Linked DNA regions of Mus musculus: region 1 is linked to region 2. The links are chromatin contacts, called in public HiChIP or PLAC-seq maps. All regions are on one chromosome and are shown on one strand. The core of a region is the stretch at or near the end of the contact, and the rest is flanking DNA. Distances in the headings are between cores, read along the strand shown. Region 1 has its middle 10 kb from the start of Rpl7l1. Region 2 holds the start of Ppp2r5d (protein phosphatase 2, regulatory subunit B', delta).

The links. HiChIP or PLAC-seq counts read pairs in DNA pulled down with a chosen protein or histone mark.
Region 1: an H3K27ac HiChIP or PLAC-seq map of embryonic stem cells shows a contact between it and region 2, with 6 read pairs. The contact joins the enhancer-like site here to the promoter of Ppp2r5d in region 2. A contact is called at or near these places in 3 of 39 promoter capture datasets (cranial neural crest, erythroid cells and macrophages), 7 of 484 Hi-C or Micro-C datasets (B cells, CD4 T cells, embryonic fibroblasts and 4 more), 4 of 115 datasets of contacts at active chromatin or transcription factors (the SCID.adh cell line, bone marrow-derived macrophages and embryonic stem cells) and 3 of 9 other capture datasets (adipose tissue, liver and pancreatic islet).

What each region holds. Positions count from the first base shown.
Region 1 is chr17:46,790,205-46,795,316 of GRCm38.p6, reverse strand. No RefSeq gene overlaps it. Among named protein-coding and RNA genes, the nearest start is that of Rpl7l1, 10 kb to the right of the region's middle. Within about 2 kb of position 2,121, at least 6 of the 459 cell types and tissues checked have an H3K27ac peak or open chromatin away from gene starts, as enhancers often do. A contact at or near this core is called in embryonic stem cells, where this site is marked.
Region 2 is chr17:46,702,047-46,707,397 of GRCm38.p6, reverse strand. Ppp2r5d (protein phosphatase 2, regulatory subunit B', delta) reads left to right here and starts at 2,396. Exons shown (of 15, transcript NM_009358.3): 1 at 2,396-2,565. The coding sequence starts at 2,539. It overlaps Gm52314 (a long non-coding RNA gene), which reads right to left and starts at 1,773. Exons shown (of 2, transcript XR_003952400.1): 1 at 1,690-1,773; 2 at 1-856.

The sequences.
Region 1 (5,112 bases), core at 872-3,371, 88 kb before region 2:
CCCAGCAACCACATGGTGGCTCACAACCATCTGTACAGCTACAGTGTACTCATATACATAAAATAAATAAATCAACTTAAAAAAAAAAAGAAAAAAGAAAAGGAGAAGGGACTGGGCAGTGGTGGCGCACTCCTTTAATCCTAGCACTCGGGAGGCAGAGGCAGGTGGATTTCTGAGTTTGAGGCCAGCCTGGTCTACAAAGTAAGTTCCAGGACAGCCAGGGCTACACGGAGAAACCCTGTCTCAAAAAGAAAGAAAGAAAGAAAGAAAGAAAGAAAGAAAGAAAGGAAGGAAGGAAGGAAGGAAGGAAGGAAGAAGGAAAGAAAGAAAGAAAGAAAGAAAGAAAGAAAGAAAGAAAGAAAGAAAGAAAGAAAGAAAGGAAGGAAGGAAGGAAGGAAGGAAGGAAGGAAGAAGGAAAGAAAGAAAGAAAGAAAGAAAGAAAGAAAGAAAGAAAGAAGAAAGAAAGAAAGAAAGAGATAGAAGATAGATAGATAGATAGATAGATAGATAGATAGATAGATAGATAGATAGATAGATAGATAGATAGATTTAGGCAGTGGTGGCACACGTCTTTAATCCCAACACTTGGGAGGCAAAGACAGGCAGATTTCTGAGTTCGAGGCCAGCTTGGGCTACACAGAGAAACCCTGTCTCGAAAGAAAAAAAAAAAAAAAAAGGAAGGAAGGAAGAAGGAAAAGGAAAGAGAGAAAAAGGAAGGAAGAAAGAAAAGAAAAAAAGAGAAGGAGAAGTGGGTCCAGAAGGGGACTATCCAATTCCTATTGGACTGTGGATGATCCACTGGCCAGAGGCATCAAGCTGTTTCATAACAGTTTTTTAGAGATCCCTCTTGAATGTTGGATCTTATCTTTTACTAAACCTGACTGGTTTGACATAGAATCAACATTCTTTCCCAAGGAAGAAGCAAAGCCCACCTCTCCCTCCTATCAGTAAATCTTCACAATTTTGTAGCACTACAGTTGGCAGTGAGTCTGTTTGGCCCTTGATGGTAAGGATGAGCCACCAACTGGAGATCCTGAATGAACTTAGAGGAAAACTGACAGTAATAGCTAGGGAAGTAGTCAGTGCCGCCACTCCCATGGCCATACCAGGGGTTACACCCAGGACTTGGAGTAGGATATGATCTGAGCTGCTGGTTTGTCATGCTATGCTTCCATAAACCCTGTAACTGGCAAGGGTTTGTCACCAGATCACCCCTAGTTTTGGGAAAAGGAGCACCAGGGCACATGTCCCAGACTACCCAGTGAGTAAGTAGTGGATGTGTCATGAAGATAACTGAGGCATTACAAATGTTTGGGTCTTGAGGTTGGGTGATAATACTAAGGGTTAAGGTGTTACTGCAGTTTGCAGAATCCAGTGTGCCCAACATCATGTTCCTGAGGAGTTAAAGCAGTCTGTAATACCAAAGAGAGAGAGATGGGAGAGAGAAGGGGTGGTAGTGATATTTGGCATGGAGCAATTAATTTGCAGCGAGGCGAGAGTCTAATTAGACAATGGGTGAGGCCACAAGTGGTGGTTGCAAGGTTGACCTAAGAGGGACAGACACACAACCAACATCCTCCAAAGTGGTCAGGGAGTGGCTGGTTCACTGAGGTTAAGGTTTGAACCGAGATGGTGTGACAGGTGGTAGATCAATATTGTCAAAAGGGTGATACTAGAGATATAAGGGCCTTTAAAGAGCATTGGATCACTACTAACATGTGTTTAGGGGTTGAGAGAATGTGGTGTGTACCCTCTGTATTTTGATCATACCTGACAGGCAGCTGTGATTCTATAGTGAAGTTTACCAGTGACCCTTGTCTCCCATCTGGGATGCCATAGGTCCTTAATTAGGATAGAGAAGATTCCTGCCAGGCATGGTGGCAAACGCCTTTAATCCCAGCACTTGGGAGGCAGTTCCAGGACAGCCAGGGCTACAGAGAAACCCTGTCTCAAAAAAAACAAAAACAAAACAAAACAAACAAAAAAAGGATATAGAAGATTCCCTATTCTTCATAAAAGGTAGAGTGCTATTGTGGCTTAAATAGGTATGGTCCCATAGACTCAAGTGTTTGAATGGTTGGTAATAGGGAGTGGTCCTGGGTGTGGCCTTATGGGAGGAAGTGTGCCATTATAGAGGCTGACCTGACCTTGAGGTCTCCTTACTTTCAAGCTAAGCTCAGTGACATAGTCTCCCTCTGCTGTCCATGGATCAAGATGTAAGTAGAAATCTCAGCTCCTTCTCTAGCACCATGTCGACTTGTATGCTGCCATGCTTCCTGCCACGATGGTAATAGAATAAACCTCTGAAACTGTAAGCCAGCCCCAATTAAATGTTTTCTTTTAAAGAGTTATCCTGGTCATGGTGTCTCTTCGCAGTGATAAAACCCTAACTAAGACATGCATCATGCCGCCTACAGGACTAATAAGAGCGGCCGGCCTCCGTAAAGAACTCTCTAGTTTGATCCTAGAGAAAGCAATCCTAGGGCACAGGTGCTTTAGAAATTAGGTGTTATAGGAATAATTCTCTTCTCTTGGCAACATGTTGGTGAGCAGTCTCCAGACCCCACTGCCAAGGTCCAGCCTCTGCTTGCAGAGGGATTCCTGAGAGAGGGCATGTTTGAGAGTGGCCTGAGAGCAACAAGAAGTCAAATCATGGGTTCCAAGCTGACGGCCCATGCTCTGTTTGAGACAGCCTTACAGATAGCACATTTGCACTTGCGCTCTTCCTCCCCCCCCCCAACTTTCTCTTACAATTCCAAAACTCTCTAGATATTTTAACTCTTGCAGATCAAAAACTCAGTCTTTTACTTCCATATCAATTCAGTCAGGTTCTCTCCTGATTATCCTATGAATCATCATCCCAGGACTGCAGCCCCTGGATTCTTAGAGACAGCAAACACTTTGTTTTAAATATTGCAAATGGATGCAGAAATCTATCTACGTAAGCACGGACAATAAGCTAGCTGGGTGGGGCCCCACTCTAAAATGACCATTCCTACCATGCCGGGACGGAATCTTAGCTGGATGGAATCTTGCCCTGGGATCACCCCCTCCCTAAATCTCTTTATCCCTTTTTTGGTATCTTTCTCACAAGCTGGCTCACAGTACAGCTGCCTCTGTTCCTTTACATCTGTGACAACCATTATACAATTCATATTGCATCTTTATATATTGCATAATTGAGATATTATACATTTTGAACTCTTGTTTTCAGAGTTCTTTCCCTCAGCCTTAAAGGCCAGGCTTGGCACCCCAAATCATGAATGGTCTGGTGCAACCATTGAGTATAGGTTTCCTGAACCTTTGAATATTAATATATAACAAAGGCATAGGAGAGCAAGAAGTCTGAAATAATTTTCATTATCTTAGATGACCTTTTTATGCCCTTCCAACTTGTATTCACCTTAAAACCCAGCTCTGACACCCTCGGGCACTTCTTAGAGATGCAAAATTTGCTTTAGGGCTTGTTCTTTTGTTTTCTTTTTTTCCCTTTTTTTTTTAATTTAAATTTTATTTTTTATGTGCATTGGTGTTCTGCCGACAGGACTGTGTGAGGGTGTCACATCTTGGGGTTACTGAGAGTTGTGTGTGCTGGGACTTGAACCTGGGTCCTCTGGAAGTGCAGTCAATGCTTTCTACTGCTGAGCCATCTCTCCAGCCCCCTGTTTGCTTGCTTGCTTGCTTGTTTTGAGACAGAGTCTCACTATATTGTGCTGGCCATCCTGGAAAGCACTCTGTAGATCAGGCTGGCCTCGAACTCACATCTACCTGCTTCTCCCCCCACCCCCACCCCCGCCCCATCCCCTGAGTGCTGGGATTAAAGGCATGGGCCACTATGCCCAGCTGAGTTCTTACATTCTCCATCTACACATTTACTAGAGACAAGAGGAGTTATTACTGAGAGCGGTAGCTGCACAGCAAGCACCTTCGAATTCTTTTGTTTTGTTCTCCTTTGTCACAGTCTGGTGACCCACCTGACACAGGACAGAGATTTTTGAAGGAAATCTCTACACAAACACGCTTGGCTCTAGAGGATAAAGATCTATAACCCAACTCCAAAGCCAGCTTCCCGGTAAAGCAGAACACCCTAAAACAACTCTCATACGATCCACTTTCAAAAGGTATTTGAATCCCTGCTTAAACTGCATTCAATGACCAAAAAGCCCAGAGATTAAATTCTGAGCCCTGGCCATCAAAGCAGGCATTTGTGATGGTGGCCAGCAGCTGGCAGCAAAAGGGAGAGCAGAAACAAAACCAATGAACACAAAAAGCTCACATGCTCAAAGACCAGTCAGAAACAAAATCATGGCCGCCATCATTCCTACATTCCACTGAGCCTGACCCATTCCCATCCTGGTCCCCATGTTCACCCCAAGACTTACAAACCCAGCAGAGTCACCCGCACTCTCAAAACACAGACAAAACCTTCCAAACAACCAGGACCTGCTGAGCAGGCAATATCTGCATTGCCCTGAGTGGGCGTGGAAGGATTTTATAGTCAGATGAGAGGGGCATCAGGTTTGGCTGATGGGGTCTGGGTGTCCTGTACTCAGGGATGCACCTGGAAAGCTGATGTGGGGAAAGATGTGTCCCATTGTGTCATTTGCATGAGAAGAAGGAGAGGAATAGCTGGTGAGCCTATGGTCAAGCAGACTGGAGGAGTGATGGAATGAAGGCTCCCACTTTGGCTAAGAGGTCCTTTCCCAATAAGAGGATAGGACAGGTTGGTAGTACTAAAGGGTAAGGTAAATACCCCTAAAGATATAACTAAGGGCTGGGGTTTGGTGAGGTTAATAAGGCTGTCTTCCAACTCCAACGACAGAGAAACAAGAAAGGAATGTGGGTCACCAAACATCTGTTGGGACAGAATAGGTGACGTCATTGCCTAGGAGGACGGAGCTGTGTTGCCTTGATACTGTAATGACTACGCAGGGCTCCTGAGAGGCCAAATCTTTTCAGTTCAGACTCTATTTTAGAGAACCTGACCTAAGTTTGAACTCAGGTAAACTAACAGGCTGGTACCTAGCGTTGGTTTCCAAGTTGCCCCCCAACAGAACTTGAGCCTAGCTCCAGCCCTTGGCTAATCCTCAAGAAGACCAGCATCTCTAGCTT
Region 2 (5,351 bases), core at 1,147-3,646:
GAGAGGTGATTTCAGGTTCAGTGACAGCCTGAGGTACATAGCAAGACCCTGTGGCAAGAACAACAAAAAAGAAGGCCCTGGGGACTTGGATTCCCACAGAGAAGAAAAAAAAATCCCACTTGCAGCCGAACTTTATGTGTCTCTGTCCCCTGCTTCCTAGAGGAACCAAGGTCTGCAGGTCTAAAGAGGCTACACAGTCAGTGGCAAGTTTATGCCCCAGGACTACAGTGCATCTTGAGGTTTTGGGTATGGGCAAGGACATCTGTTGATCAGCTCCATCAGAGGACAACTGCCTCAGTTACACTTGTACAGATAGGAATATCCACCAGCGAACAAACACCTTTCTTCCCCATGCAAACAATAGTAGAAATGCAGCCTCACTGTGTGCTCCCCTCAACTCAGTGTTAGTCACCGAGCAAAATGCAATTCTGTATGAGAGCCAGGCTCCTCTCCGTGCTGGCCTTACCCTGTGCTCACTCTTGAAGGCACTCCAAGCTCCTACTTGGCTTAAGCTTCCCTGGCAGAGATCACCCGACACCTCCTAGTTGCAAAATCAAAGTGTTCTATTCAGTGTTTAGCAGACTCTACCTGCCTCTGGCCATTGTGACACCAGTTCCCTCTAACCATCTTTCATCACTTAGGAGTCACCCTCAATGCATCCTTTCCCTGATACTGTCTCCCCGAATCCAGTGACTCACCGAATCCCGTTGACTGTACACGTCTCCGGAGCTCATCCGCTTTTCTTCATTCCGGTTTTTAAAGTCATTCACGTGCATGTGTGTGTCTGTGCGTGTGTATGCCACCTATGCAGGTGCCCAGGGAGGCCAGAGGAGGGCAGGGCGTCAGGTTCCTGGAGCTGGGGTTACAGGTGGTTGTGAGCCAGCTGTTGTGGGGGCTGGGAGCCTAGTTTAGGTCCTCTGGAAGAGCAGCAAGTACTCTTAACCACTGAGCCTTGTCTTTTTTTCCATTCTGTTCTTGAAGTTTTAAAATTGTGTGTGTGTATGTATGTATGTATGTATGTATGTATGCATGTGTCTATCAGGTCCCTTGGGGCTGGAGTTACAGGCAATTGTGAAGCAGCTAATGTGGGTGCTGGGAACTGAATTCAGGTCTTTTGGAAGAGCACCATCTTCCCAGCCCCCATCTTTCCCAATATTGGGGCTACTGCTCTTTGTGTAAGGATGATTGACTATTGTTTGGTTATCATGCTCCTGGGGGAATCCAAGACCTCTTTCCTGGGGAACAAACGGCCACAGGCTTATTTGTAACTTTTTAGTTCTGAGAGTTGTTTCTTTGTTGTTGTTGTTTGTGGTGGCGGGTAGGTTTTTTTTTTTTTTTTTTTTTGTCTTTTTTTTTTCTTTCTTTTAAGAGGTTCTTATTGTAGTCCAAACTGGTCTGCAACTGGCTATAGTTAAGGCTGGTCTGTAACGCCTGATCATCCTGCCTCTATCTTCCAAGAGGTGGGGTTACAGGGGCAAACCCATCACACCCAGCTCGCAGATTTATTTTTGATGGACCTCCTCCAGTTCTTTAATGTAATCTATTGGCTACTAGGATAACTAAAATATATTCCTCCATGTCATTCTGAGGTTTGTGTAATTTATGTGATTGTATTTTAATCGTCTCTTAATACGAGTCTGTGAACCTCATTAGAGTGGGAACTACCTGAGGGCAAGAACCCAGTCTTACCCACTTGAACACTAGCTTGGGTGCGGCGGCGGCTCAGGGCTCAGGTAGGGAACGATGAGGCTGCTTTTTCACTTCATTCTCAGTGGCTCCAAACGCAGCTGTTTTACCGATTCCAGCACCCTTCCAGCAGCTACAGGGACCCACGTCTTGAAGCTGCAGCAAACCAGGGTTTCTTATTTTATTTCAGCCCGGTTCCACCGCTGATAGGCTTTCCCCTCTGCTCCTCTGCAACTGTGATCTAGGACAGACTTGATGAATGCCCGGGAGTACCCTTGGGAGTCTTCTCTATCATTTCACGTGTGCAATTTGAGCTACTTTAAATTCCTGTGAAGAAAGGTGCCCTTTTCGTGTTAGGGCCTTTTTCCTCCAGTCCGTACGAAGCAGGGCAGGTAGAAGAGCAGGGGAGAACATGAGAGCCACTTCTGGAGGGAAGGAGCAGAGCTCAAAGGACTGAAGAATAGCAGAGGACGACGCACAAGGCGACGCCGGAGAACAGATCTGCTAGCCAAGCTCGGGTTTCCCCATGGCTCCGCCTCCTCCACGAAGCCCGACCCTTTTCAGGGCGGGACCTTCCACTCCAGCCAATTCTGGGAGCCGAACCCTGGCGGTTTGTACTCTTTCTTTCCAATGAGAAAAAAGGGAAGCTGCTTGGCTCCAATGACCAATCCGAGGAGGCGGCTCCTGGTTCTCAGGCAGGTTTGTAAGAGTTCGGGCCAATTGGAAGCGCAGCCACGGCTCGGCCCGGGCGCAGCGCGCAGGCGGTGGCGAAGAGACGCCGAGCGGGCCGAGTGTGGCCGAGCAGAGCCGGAGCGGGGCCGCAGGAGCCGGGCCGGGTGTGGACCGGCCGAGATGTCCTATAAACTGAAGAAGGATAAGGTGAGCGTGGCCTTTCCCCTTGCGCCTCCGCCGCCGGGCCTGCGCGCAGCTCTGGGAGGGGCCCGAGGCAGGCCCGGGACAGCCTCAGACTGACCCTCTGGTCCGGCCCCCCGCAGCACTCCCGCGGCCAGCCCCAGGGCCGCGCGACTGCCAGCACCCCCAGTCCGTGCAGCAGCTGGGACAGCTCTCCGTCTTTGCCCGGACAGATTTCCCCCCACCTATCCCTCTTCCCTTCCTCTTTGCTCCTATCCCCGGCCCCCTCCAGATCTGCTCCACTCCCGGCTCACTCCCTTGCTTTTTCTCCCCGCCTTTATCTGTCCCCGATCCCCCACGGTTTGGGACAGTGCTCATTTAAGACCGCATTTCCCTCCAGTACTTCCCCCACCCCCGCCCTGAGCAGCCCCTTCCCTCTTCTCCTCACCAGCTTAAAAGACGGCCTCTCCACAGTTCTGTACAGTCCCTCCTTCCCCCCCCCCGCCCCCCCACGACAAGCCCCTGACCTAGAACCGCTCTGCTTTCTCTCTCCTCCGCCCAAATCTGGCCTAGGCCCCTCCCTCGAGTCTTCCTTTACACACAAACTTGTAAGCCAGGACCGAGCCCTTCTTCTGTTGATGGAACCCCAGAACGTCTGTGCTGGAAGGGAGCTTTGGAGCACATGCAGACTAGCATGCTAGTGGTACAGATGAGGAGACTGAGGCCGGGTCAGGGGAAGGGACTTGTCCAAGGTCACACATCCTGCTGGAGGCCCAGCTGCAATATCAGGTCTCCCAACTTGGAGGGCTCTTCTGTGCAAGTGCCTAACTGGCATCAGCTGGCTTCCATGTTCACCCTAGACGGGACTCGGTTTCTAATCTGTTAGAGGCTCCTCCCTGTATTCCTTAGGATAACCTTTGCATTTCCTTTTTTTGCACCAGGACAGGATTTCTCCCTTTCTTCTGGCCTGTTCTGTTTAGTTTTCTTCTCATTCTGCCGTCCAGTACACTCGGTTTCTTTATTATTTGCAGTGGCAGAGATCAGACCCAGGGTCTTGCACATGCTAAGCATGTGCAGTACCATTGGGCTACACTCCCAACCCCACAGGCCATTTCTTGATGTTACCGTCTTTTGCCATCTTTTGCCTCCAAACCACCCTGACCTGTCCCTGCCTTTCCCTTTGTTTGCTGCTCTTGCTTGATCTGTGGTTCTTCTGAGAAGCAGACTCAGCTGGGGAGGCTGGAACTGGTCTTCAGACTCCCCAGCTTTTGGGCTGGCCCCTTGTGTTGGGCTGGCTCTGGCCTGGTCTCGTGGTCCACTCTCCTGATGACCCCAGAGGTGGATTGCATTCATTTTTCCCCTGATGGATGCTGGGCTACCATCTCTAACCATATCAGTCAAACTCTTTATCCCGGGGCTGTTGTGTGTTTGCCAGGAGGCTCTGCTTCTGGGCTGTCACTGTCTCGGTCTGAGAGTTAGATAGAGCACAGGACAGGGGGTGGTGAGCCAGGCAAAGTTGTGTGCCCTACCTGGGTCTTATCCTTGGGGAGTGGGCTTGCCAATGGGCGCCATCCAGCAATAGAAACTGTGCACTCAAGATAGCTAAGCCCGGGACTGGGGCTGTGGAGTTCAGAGGAAGGGGTGATCTCCTTAAGCGCCTGTCGTTTCTAGTCTGTGGACCAGATCCTGTCCCATCTGTCTGGCGGCTGATTGGGAATTAGAGGGGACGTTCTTAGACTTCGTCAGGCTGTGAGTGCTTTGCTTGAGAAAGGGCACAGGAAGGACCGGGATGCGTGGAGGCAGCCAGGGAGGCCTTTATGAGAGCTAATCTCCTGCACTGGATTTTGGGCTGCGTTTGGCCTCCTTCAGGTTCTGAGGGGGAGAGAGATGACAGTGTGACTGAGGTGTACCAGGGTGGAGGCACAGAGACAGGTGGGTGGAGGCCCCTTTATTGCTCATCTGTCACCTGTCCCCTCTCTCCTCGCTATCCTTCCCTGCTTCCCTGGGGAAGTCTTTCCTGGGCCTTCACTTGGGCTCACTTACAGACTTTATGTGTTCAGCCTTGGGTGGGAATGAACTGTGGACACGTTTTATCCTCCTTGAGGTATTAATGAAACTGTGTGCAGGTTTGCATGTCCCTTACACATAGCACATAGTAGGTGCTTCGTAGGCTGGTGCTGAGTCAGTCTTTTTTTGTGAGATGAGCATCCTTCCCTTTTAAGATTGGATTTAGGTCTTTTTAAAAAAAAGGTTTCCTGCATTAGGTACCCCTCCCACTTTCCTGTTCATCGTAGCGGTATTAGGCATTTGGATTTTCTGTACCAGACACTGGGCTAAGGGAAGTGGGTCCTATCATGGTTTTTGTTTAATAGGTGAGGAAGAAGAGGCCGAGAGAGGCTCCTCACCTCCCCACTCGCACATAAGTAGTAAGCGCTGAGGTTAAAACACAGTGCTGGCCCGAGAGTCCAGTGCCTCCCGTCATGCGACAGCTGGGCCGGGCCACAGTGCCTGTGTTTCACCTGTTCTTTAGAAGACAGGGAGTGAGGCTCGTGGGCCCTGTTCCCCTACACCCACTCACACCCACACACCAAGGCAGCTGAACCTCTCAGGCACACTCCCTGAGAGATGAGTATCAGGTGGGTGGAGGGTACCGGAAGCTTAGGCGGCTCACGATCCAGCAGAGACCAGCCTGAGTGGCGGTGGGTCAGCTTTGTTGGAGGGCCTGTGTCTGTTGTGTGCTGTCACTGTTGTGTGCCTGTGTCACTTTACTGCTGGGCCCTGTCCTGGTTGCATTTCCCCCCCACCCCCCCTCT